2 separate regions of the Columba livia genome follow, and region 1 is linked to region 2. A link is a contact called in public Hi-C data. All regions are on one chromosome and are shown on one strand. Each heading gives the region's core, a stretch centred on a gene start, on an enhancer-like site or on the middle of the called end of the contact. The rest is flanking DNA. Distances are from core to core; before and after follow the strand shown.

What was found. Hi-C and Micro-C count contacts between places; a contact is called where the count stands out from the background.
Region 1: a contact with region 2 is called in a Hi-C map of crop, with 1.4 times the contacts expected there. The contact joins two enhancer-like sites.

The regions. Positions count from the first base shown.
Region 1 is chr3:49,247,841-49,253,168 of bColLiv1.pat.W.v2, reverse strand. TRAF3IP2 (TRAF3 interacting protein 2) reads left to right here. Exons shown (of 10, transcript XM_021298172.2): 3 at 1-282; 4 at 3,348-3,537. It also overlaps the pseudogene LOC110364551. Among named protein-coding and RNA genes, the nearest start is that of TRAF3IP2, 11 kb to the left of the region's middle. Within about 2 kb of position 2,643, at least 3 of the 3 cell types and tissues checked have an H3K27ac peak away from gene starts, as active enhancers do.
Region 2 is chr3:49,210,718-49,216,676 of bColLiv1.pat.W.v2, reverse strand. It overlaps the pseudogene LOC110364551. Among named protein-coding and RNA genes, the nearest start is that of REV3L, 14 kb to the right of the region's middle. Within about 2 kb of position 1,561, at least 1 of the 3 cell types and tissues checked has an H3K27ac peak away from gene starts, as active enhancers do.

The sequences.
Region 1 (5,328 bases), core at 1,394-3,893, 35 kb before region 2:
CCTCAGGAAACAGACCCCCAGCAGAGCTGGGGACCGTGGACATGGGCTACAACTCCCAGTCACGAGATGTAATGGGCCTCAGGCACCTGGAGCCCCCCTTACCGCTGGTGTCCATGCTGAACCCCCAGGACCTGCCAGGACCACTGATCTCCAGGGAGTTTTTTGGACCCAAGCATCAGCAGTGCCCGATGTGCCACCACTTGCCCCATCCAAACGCCTCCTCGCAAGCCCACGGCTGCTTTGGGCACCGCTGCCCGGCAGAGCAGCACCCCCAGGGCCCGTGTGAGTACCACTGCTCACCCCATGGGAGGCTTTCCAGGGTATCACAGCCATCATTCACCAAGCTGATGTTTTCCTGCCATATCTCCTTTGCAGCATGCAATTAACCTTTTAAAATATCTATTTGCAGCCCATTTTAAACGTCCACATTTTCAGCTTATGCAGCCACACTCTCTGATGCAGAAACTCTGAGCCAGATAAAAAGTTGAAGAGCTCACAGTCACTCATCAAATGAAAGCTAATGATTTTGCCTAGAAACCAGCCTTTGTTGGTCACGCTGAGCACATGCAGCCTTCTCCCTGCTGTTATTTCATATTCTAGTCATTTCCTTCCTCTTTGTATCAGTCATTCGGCAGCCTCCTATGCTGACTTAATTCCTGTTGTTTTCATAGATTTCCTTGCTCCCACTTGGATCCCCAAAGTTGAGAATTTCCTGCCAGAATCAGGTTGGGAGGTTACCCTTGATCTCTGTAAATAGTATCTCCCAGCATTATGACCAGACTCACTCATGTGTTTTATTTCTGTGTGAAAAGAGCGTGACATCCATCAACCTCATCTTTTTTTCTGTTGTCAGCTGAAATGGAAGTTCATTACTTAAAATGGAGCCCTCTCAGCTGCTGGTGATTCTATCACTGAACGCTGATGTGACTCTGTCAATATGGGTGTTTTGGCTTTTGGAGACTATGATGCAGTTTACAGCCTGCTATTAATTAGTATTCCTTTTCAGTCTCTGAGATTTTTATCTGCTATGAAGTGAGCTTTGAACATTCAACAGCAATATCATTGTTTTAATATAATTTATATTACATCAGACTCACGAGACCCCAACTCGTTTTGGGTTGGCTTGGTAATAAAAAGCTGTATGCCTGTTCTGATAACCCTTTTTTTTTTTTTTAACCTTCCGTTGACTTCACAGCATTTATATTACATCTGTTTAAGAAGTCCTGTCACTCCAGCAATGTGCTGTAATTAGGTACACAGGAGTGAGAGTACCAGAGCCTTAGTTTTCACCTCCGATCTTGGGACTTTGTAACAGGGAAGGGGCTACAGATGGACTTTCATCAGTGTCTACAGCAAAATGTCCTCCGGTTTTCTTTTCTCACCTTCTCCGTTCAGTTCAGCTTTAAGCAGACAAAGAGTTGGTTGCACAACACCCCTCACTATTTACCTCCTCCACACGCGCGCATCGTGAGAAGTAGGACATTTACTGAATGAGGCCATTTTGTTTTAAAGCAGGAACTCTGAAAGGCTTTCTTTAGAAAAATCACCAGTGTTTCAACCATATCCAGAGGGCAAAAAGAATAAAATAAACTCAGATGGCTGGAGCAGATTTGGTCAGGACCAAGAAGCTGGCAACTGTACTCCTGTTTCTCACATCACTGGGACAGTGTAAATCACCTCCTGACAGCTCCTTGCGTTTCAGATAGTTGTTGGGCAGTGGCAACCCACAACAAAGCTCTGCAGTTTGTGTGTTGCAACACGCCTCTCCCGGGGAATATCAATGGTGCCCGTAGGCTCTAAGCTGGCTCTGGACACCTGCTATTTGAGATACAACAGCAAAACTGCTTCTGAAGTCAAAGAAATCCTTGCAGCAATGCTGTGTGCCCAGGGACCATTATTTCAGATATTTATATATGAGAGAAGTTGGTGTGTGCAGGCATGCACGCTTGGCCATGCTGTGCTTCTGAATGGCAGTGGCTGCATCCATTAAAATACTGTGGCATCAGATGGATTCAGAGGAAGCTGGTGAACAACTGGCCTAAAAACCTGTATATCAATCTGAATTTCCCAGACCCCTGCCACCTTCCCTAGAGCTGATCATGCAGAACACATGGGAAGACCATATTTACTTCCAGTTTTGTTTTCCCAACCTCTTTCACCCTGTCCTTTCGCAAATAGTTAATGAAGAGGAGCAGGAAACTCTCCTAAAACAATCTCAACAAATATGGTGTTGCCAACTCACAGTTTCATCAGGAATATCTTTGCAATAGTAGGGTTGATTTTTTTAAGTCTTGGCTCATATAATCAGACTATTTCATAAAAGCTTTTTCTTTCTTTTTTCTTTTCCTCCCTTTAAAAAAAAAATAGTCCTTATGGCTGCTACAAAAAGGAAAACATGACCCCAAAATAGCTGAAAGGATTTAAAAAAACAATCTAGGGGGGTAAAAAAAAAAAAGAGTGTTTGAGTACTGCAGCTTTCAGAGCCAGCTCATAACACCATAATCATGCAGCGCTAATAAGCCCTGCCAGGCTGGACTTTGATCTGTGCACAGCAGTTTGAAAGTGCACAGAGCTGCTGCCTAATGAAAACTGCAAGCAGAAAGACTGAAAAAAAAAAGGATAGTTTTTCTCGTCTGGGAAACAGCTTACGTTGCTTTCTCTTTCAGTTTACGCCAACCGTTCCACTGTACATTAGTTATTAAACAGCATTATGTGTGCATAGCAAACAACAGTAAGATTTTTTAGAATTACTTGGGTAAAATTGTCACTTTGGGCTTTCCATGCAGCCTCCTGGATGGCAACAGGAGCAGCAGCAAGGCCTTAAAAGGTCACTTAGGCAGAAAATCCATACAGGGTGAAGTAACAAAGCAAGAGATTATTTTTCCTCTTTTCATTTACAACAATCACAGTCTGTTTAGCCTTAGTGTTGCAAACTGATTTGTTCCAGGATTTTGCATCTGCTTTCATGAGAACGTTGGGATGATTCATTTTCACAAGTTATTGCCAAAAAGAAATTAAAGAAAAAAATACACCAACAAAAAGCACTGAGGCATGGTAAGCGCAGGGACAAAGCAGCCCTGAATGTTTAACTGTCAGTTGTCCCAACAGCCCAGCCCAGGGTGGGGATCTGAACTGTGCCGTGTGGGAATGGGAAAAAGGAGACTTCAGACTGTGAAACACTCCTTAATCTGGCTTCTTTCAGACCAAGATACTTGCAAATGCTTCCAAAACTGCTCAGTTTCCCTAGACATGAAGGTGGACATGCCTGGAAAGGAATAAACACAAACCGAGGCAGAAATGTATTGCCTGAAATGATAGTTGCTGCCTTTATTTTCTCACCCTCCCAGATGGCAGAGCTCCTTACCAACATCTTGCACATACATCGCAACCGCTTCCTCCCGTTCCTGGACCTTGCATGAGAGTTATCCGCCCGGCACAGCAAGTCATCCCGAATTACTCAAACCTTCATGCTCCCAAGGGCACTGGAGACCGACCACCCCAGAGGACATGCTCCTCCCCTGGTCCTCCTCGATTCCCGTAAGTACACCCCAGGGGGATGGGTTGTGCACAGTGGAGGCTCCTCTGATCTGATTTTGTGGTCTTTCTACTAATAATTCTGAAGCCTTGTGCTGTTAGCGTGCCCAAGGTACAGGGATACATGTGAGATGCTGGGTAGTTTTCTTTATTTGCTGTTCTACACCCAGCAGGGGCCTGACCTTACCCTAGAGAACTTCAAAGCCGGATACCCGATATGCTGTTACAGCGCACCCTGAAAGGCACGCATTAAGAAAGATAAATGCTTGAAGGTTAAAGGGATGAGGGGTTGAAAAATATCTCAGTTGAAACCTTAGAGATCCCCTGCTCAAGAGCAAAGGTCAATTTGGCAAATCACTGCAGTCTTCAGCTTTACGTTGTACCAGCCTGGGATGCCTCAGTCATTGGCTTCCAGTGATTTCTTTCTTATCTCTTCTGTAGTGCAGAGAAAAAGGGAGAAAATCTCATCCATCGCTGACATATATCTCTACATTGCAGTTTGCAGCCTTTTCTCTGTTTTTTTTTTTTGTGTGTAGTAATAAAATACCACATGTTTAGCACTTTTCATCAAGGACTTTTTCACCGGCTTTCAAATATTGATTTACCAAGCGTTATATCTCCCTCCTTATAAATAAGTCGTTAACAGATGGGAAGTACTACCCATGCAGGGTTTTCTCCAGATTCAGCTACCTGAAGACAAATTGAAGCTTCAGGTGTTGAGGACATCTGTATTCAGACCATTCTTATTTAACTGCCACACTACTTTTAGAGGTGCTAAACTTACAGGCATTCATGTTTGAAAATGTCCACTTAAGTGGCATGGTGTTGGCAGAAAACTGGGAGAACAGACGGGACAAAAGAGGGCAAATGGCTGAAATACCACACTGCTCTGGCCTGTGAAAAGTTAGGGGCTGTGACAGCAAGATAAGGCAGTAACTTCAGCAGAAATAATTGCACTGAAGAGTTTGTATGAAAATTTAAAAATACTGAGAAACAGTGGGTATCCTTTGCAGTAGTAAAATTTAAAAACAGACTCCTAATTTTTGGCGCATTTGTTAGATAAGGTGAGGTTTTGGGAAGATCTGGAAACTAGCCAGAGGGTAGCTTTTTGTGGTCATAGATGAGGTAAAGTTGATTTTCTTGGTACTTTCTTCTGTTCAAAGAAATCCAGAATATACAGGGTCTGTCATGCGGCTGCATGGCTGGCGTTTGCATGCTAATTCCAGGAATGGCAGTTATATGTTGGTAATATTTGCCTATAGAGTATTTTGTAACAGAAAACATCTGTACCAAAATGAATAAACCAAATCTTAATGTGACAACAGAAAACATGCTGTGACCAGCCTGTCATCATTCATTTAAGGATGGCAAAGAGAAAGAAGAAGTGGGCTTGATTGACTAAACATCACTGCTCTGTGGGGAAAAGCTCTCAGAGGACCCTCACACTTGCCCAACAGATCCAACCCAGCAGATTCAAAGCACACCTTATGCAAAATTTCCCCTTTTATTGACTTGAACTGTGAAGCCAAAGTGTAGTACAAGAACTCCTAAGCTTTCTAAAATCATCCCATTCTCTCTGTCTGTTAAGATGGAGAAGATGTTAGGCAAGGCTATTGCAGGTCCAGAGCACATATCCCTGACATGAGAAACCCTCGTTGGTTCTGCTATTGCTGGTCAAGAAATCAACTTTGTTCCCTTTAAGCAAAGCTTTGAATTTTGTCCAAACCTGGAGACCCTCCAAGTTGCGCCAAAGCTAGAGGTGGAGTGCTCTTGTATCCCCATTTTTCCTGCTCC
Region 2 (5,959 bases), core at 312-2,811:
ATCCCATTTAAAGACATTGAAATTATATTATGAATTACTGAAGTCTGTACAGAATCTCTCATTTTTAAGATTGGAGTAACAAAATCTGTTCCTGCATGCTGTTTCATTGCCTGAAGAGATACAGCAACAGGCGAAGAAAGCGAACAGAATACAGCTGTAGCTGGCTGTGCTCAGGTAATCCAAATATTTAAGTCAAATGTTCCTAACAATAAATAAGCAATCACATAATCTTTTCTATATCAAAGGATATATTCAAACTCCCTAAGCAAGTTTTGGTTTAGGTTTATGAGGCATGTGATAGTTGAAAGGAAATACAAAATATAAGATACACATTTTCTGAATTACTTGACCAACAAAGGGGACGGGGCAGGAATGACCTACACTGTTCTGTACTTTGTTCTTGAAACAAGTGGAGTAACTTCCCCCAAAGCACACTTTGTGACCTGCAGAGTCTGTGACGAGGTACCAGGCCTGCCCAGATACCCAAAAAGGCTCAGTGTCCCCACCTGAGTCATGTAATGTCAGCAGGCACGTTAGCTTAGTGCTCAAAGGAGTGATAAGGATGTATAATATTTATCCAGACGTGAAGAAAGTGCAGTAAATCCCTCTGTGTCATTTTCCCCCTGCGCTCTTCAAACACAGTCACATAGGCCCAACCCACATTTCCCTCTTACTATGTGGCAAATATAATCCTCTCCCTTCCAGAAAAAAAAAAGAAAAAAAAAAAAAAAAAAAGAAAAAAACCCCTGAATCTGAAATAACATTAAATAATTTGAAGGAATGATTAACAGTTCTGCTGACTGGTGAAAATCTGGTTAGAGCAGCTGGGGTATGGTGGCTTTTCAGGAGCAGGAGATAAAGTTTATTTGATTCTCTGTAAGTGAGTGTCCTCAGTTGAACCTACCAGCCCTTTGCTGTGTAAGGATTATAACTCACACTGCAGCTGGATCAGCCTTCATTTCTATTTTTAGCGCAAATCTTGCTCCTTATTTAGTCCTGATTGCATAGCCAGAACTGCATTCTCAGCAGCTCAGTGAAAAGCCTGCCTGTTCCATTTTATAACTTTTCCAGACAAAAAGATGGGAAGCCTGTAGCTTTCTAAACCGTCTTATTTTAGGAGCTTGCAATATGACACAGTCCAAAACCCAAGGGCCACATGAATCCCTGCTGATATACTATTGACTTTCCTGGAGTTTTACACAGCAAGAATTTGGCTGCTTCCAAGTTAACCAAGATATTAAAAAAAAAAAAAGAGAAAACCTCCCCATCTTCTTCAGTCTAAATACTTGAAAGATATTTATTGAAACAGTAATATACATCTGGATCAAATTCTCCAGAAAACATTTTATCCTCCTCAGAATCATAGTTTATTAATCCAATTCATGGAGACAACTACTAGCCAAAAAATGAAATAAACAAGGAAAAATGGAAAATGTTGGTTTTAAAGAATCTCTTAGCACAGATGACCACACAGAAGTAATTTTCTGCCACTCAATTAAAACCATAAGAACATTTTTGGGTTTGAACAAAGTCTTCCCACTACGGCAAGGAGCTGCTGTAATTCTGTCCAAATCAGCTACAATGCTTCACCTTCACTTCTGGGATTTGTTTCTGAAATATCTCCTTAGTCACATGTACTTAGTGAGTTATATTTCCATGTGTTGCATATAAGCGTATGACTAAAAAACCAAGATTATGGTGGTCAATGCCACTGTGAGGCTGTAAACACAGAAAATGTAAAAAACCTACACTGATAATACATGTAAAATACATTTTTGTCTACATGTACTGAAAAACATCAGTAATGGATTTTATTTCCATGTGTGAAGACACTTTGCATCTTACTATGCACTGAAACTACACATACCTCCAAACAGGCCTTTTATTCCTAACCCAAGATAATCATATTCTCACATGCACAGATCTCTTCGTAGATGTAATCCTAAACTCTTTCTCTCCCAACCGGCCATAAATCACTTATGAATTGTTACGCTGGTTAGGCAGTGATCACTGAATTCAGTCATGTTTATTGTACGTGTAAGGATATCCAGTGCTCCTCCTGCAGTGAGGAGATCGATTGCAGATGGAAATTTCACCCAGCTGCCCCTGTATTCAGGCTGTTGACCAGTCCTTTTTCTGCCACACTGAGAACACAAAGGCAGATTTAAAAGAAAATTAACTGGAGGAGTAAGGAATTAAAATCAGTGAAGGGAACGATGGACTAATATACTCTCATTGTAAATTCAGTAATTTAATTAGCCCTCAGTCAAGCACTGGACAAATTACAAAGCCAATACAAAACAGAAGGGCCATCAAAATTATGTATTCAGCAGGTCTGAATTTGCATACTTTGTGTTCCCCAAATATCCTATTAATTCTGTGAAAATGGAAGGTATTCCAAATACATGAAGTCAAGTTCTGTATCTCGATTTAAATGACACAGCCTTGAGAGAGAGAAGCTGAATGCCACAAGAAGTACTCAAGATCACTATCTCAAAGGCAGGAGGTTAGAAACTGAAAGGACTGGAAGTTATTAACTGAAAACAAAAGACCCAAGTCCTTGCAAGTCTGTTCAGCCTGGCTGCTATCAGCGACATTGTACCCTTGTACCCTAAATGGAGGCTACTGAAATTTGGGTATTTGGGATATGGAGTGTCTTGGCTGTGCTTCTCAATGTGACACAAAGTTGAAATTCCAACACATTTAGAAAAATATAATTAAAAAATACTGCCACTGAGGTGCCAATGCTTAAATCAGGGCAATAGGTACATGACATGCACAAAATTTTAAGCATGATCATTATGACACTAATGTATTTAAGAACAGAGCTTTATCCTCAAAGGGCCATGAAGGCCACTCAGGTTTGTTTTTTTTTTTTCAAGATTATGCTGAAAGAGACTGAACTGCATGTGAAATCCTTCAGAAAATAACACAGCCAGAGCCTGTGCTAACTTCCTTTCAGCCCTTTTCAAGAAGGGGCTTTTGAGCTGATGCATGGCAGAAGAGCACAAGAAGCTGATGCTGAGCTGCAAGAGACCAAAACAGAGTGGAAGTTTCTACAACTTTATGAGAATATGCCATATTCCATGAAGGTTTGGAGAAATCTTCCACATGGAGACTCTATCTCTAAGAATAAAATTTAGAAAGAGTGCCTTAAGGAATCATGATGAGATTTTCTCTAGCCAGTCTCTGTCACAGACTTTCTTATGAAACACCATAGTATAGTGCAAAAATATCAATTTGCCCACAACTACATTCTGGAAATAACTTTTAATAATAAAAGTGACCACTGAATCCATCTGGAAGAAATATTGATCTAAGTGTATATAGCTTTGTTTGTAATTCAACACTATGAACAGTACCCTAACAAATGATGAGTATTTTGTGTCTGATGTAATAACTATTTCTGTATTTTCAGTTAGAAGCGACCAGTTCTGTGTTTTGAGTTAGGAAATGTGCATATCATTAAAATAAAATTATTCAAGTGCCATTTTAAATCAAAATGAAGCAGGTCACTTTGAAGTCAGCTTTGATGGACAGCTTTGTTGTTGGTTGTTTTTTTTCTTTTAACATGAGAGCATGAGTCTGTTCCCTCAGCACCACTTAATCACTGGTAACTTTCATGAAGAGCAAACAAAAGGCCTCTTTTATTTATCCATTATGTTCCTAAGAGGTGAGAACAGCTTGATGCAAATGAAAATCATTAAAGCATTCTGCACTACCATTAACTGTCTCAATATCTCTCTATGCAAATACAGCACATAAGCCAGTGAAACTGCAGCCTCATGACCTTCTGCATTGAAAACCTATGCCTTATGACTCTCTTAACAGTTAAAATAATCTCTATGATGTGCCTTTGTATAAGTGCTTGATTTGGATAGGCATGGAAATGGAGTGCAAGCCATTACATAGAAACATATTCAGTTTCAGATACCCCTTCACCTTGACTGGGCAAGGGGTAACATCAGAGATATCTGATTTGTTACAGTGCTACAGTATGAATAATAAGGTAAAATGTGATTGCCCAGATCTGATCCTGCATGCAATTATACCCATAACTTCACTCAAATGAGTAGTTCCATTTAAGACACAATGAGCATATATTAATGCAAAATCTGTAAGTGCTTTGTAGGATTAGAGGCCTAATTAGATATAAAACCTACCAACCTAATTCTTTGGAACTTTGTCCTTTGTGTAGCCACTTATGCCCACGTGAATGGCGTACAGAACATTGCTTTTCTCCACAAAGTAGCACTCCACCTGACTGATGAAGATGGGTGAATATATGGAGCTAGAGAGTTCAGTCCTCCAACAGTAGTACCTGGTGACAGAAACGCACCAGAACTCCTGCATTCTTAATAGTTTGAACCACAGACATAAGATAGCTCAGATGGCAGGTTACAGAAGGCAATTTATTGCTGTTCAGTCTGACTCCTTGGCAAAATTTAGGTACATCAGGCACAAATTTACATCTGCTACCTAAGAGCTTTTCTAGAGCTAAGTCTTGGCAGAGGTTGAGGATATCTCCCCACCCTTTGGGACACACACCTTTGTTGCACACTCTTATGTAGCAGCAGAGGGGTTAAGACACTGTATTATTCAATAGCAGCTGAAGGGGCAATAGTAAATTGGATTTTAGCCTTTCCACTGCTTGAAGGACACTGAACCAGCTTCTCCTGTCTCCTAGGAGAGTGCCCCTATCAGCAGGTGGTTGCGTGTAAAGCGCCTCTTACATCTAGCTTGTGTTTTTGCCAACCCATGCTGAGGAATAGAAGACTTAAGAGGCCAAAAAGAATAAGGAAGCTTTAATCTCTTAGGCCTGTTTATGTTTTTTTTCATTAAATAGCAATTATATAGCCTGCATACATAGTACTAAGCGCAGGGCCTAGAGACTCTTTAAGTAAGTGCCCTTACCACTAATTTATTTGGGCATTATGGAAACTAATTAATGTATTTGAAGCACTTAGAAAATAAATAAATCAGTGGAACTGAATACCCCTAAAGGTCCTGTTCTGAATTTGGCAAATTGGCACATTTAAAAAACCTTACCGGAGACACTGCTGCTCTGCCTGTACCGCTTAGTAAAATAGTGCCAAGGATAAGCTTGAACCCCAGGCTGCTCATGACCCAGGCTGTTGAGCTGCCTGCATGCTGTGTGGCAGTACAGGCCTATAACAACTGGTACTATCTCAACCAGTGCTGCCACACTGCTCAGGGGACAGTATTTGGAGGCAGAGGGACACAGCGGTCTCTCTCTAGCCCCGTTTTTTTTTTTCACAGTATAGATGTAATATATGGCAAGAAACATTACAGAGAAGCCAAGGAGAAACTTACGAATTCTACTGTCACAATACAGTTCACGTCAAATCATGTGGAATTTTTAAACCTTAGATGTAGCAGTGTTCTCATTCTATACATTCCTAAATTCAAGTAAGCTTAAAAAGTCTGGGTTTTATTAGGAACATAGAAATAAACTATGCTAACAAAAATACAATATTTACAGAAACGCTGTGCCTCTACCACGCTCATTTGTCTCCTTTTCTGTCAGAACATGACAAATAAAGGACATGTTTCCCGTTAGCGCACTTTATACCTTTTGGCAACTACTGCTGTATTTTCTCTTCATCTGAGCAAAATTTACTTCTAAACAGAACTATTTAATTTAAAAAATGCTAATACTTTCAAAGTGTGTAAAAGAGAAAGTTACTCTGCGTAAGCTTAAAAAACATGGATGCTGTTGATTTGTTTTGTTTAAAAGAAGCAATTTCTGAAGTACTCCAGGCAAAAAGCAATCCTGTGGCACACAGGAAAAAGAAGAAATTAGGGAACTGACTAGTAATCTTGTGCTGGAGCAATAGAGAGAAACTCAGGTTACTAGTAGCTAAATCTTTATCACAAAACAGGTTTAAAAAGTTGTAGCTGAAACATGCAGTCTCTAAAATATGTATTTTCTTCCTCC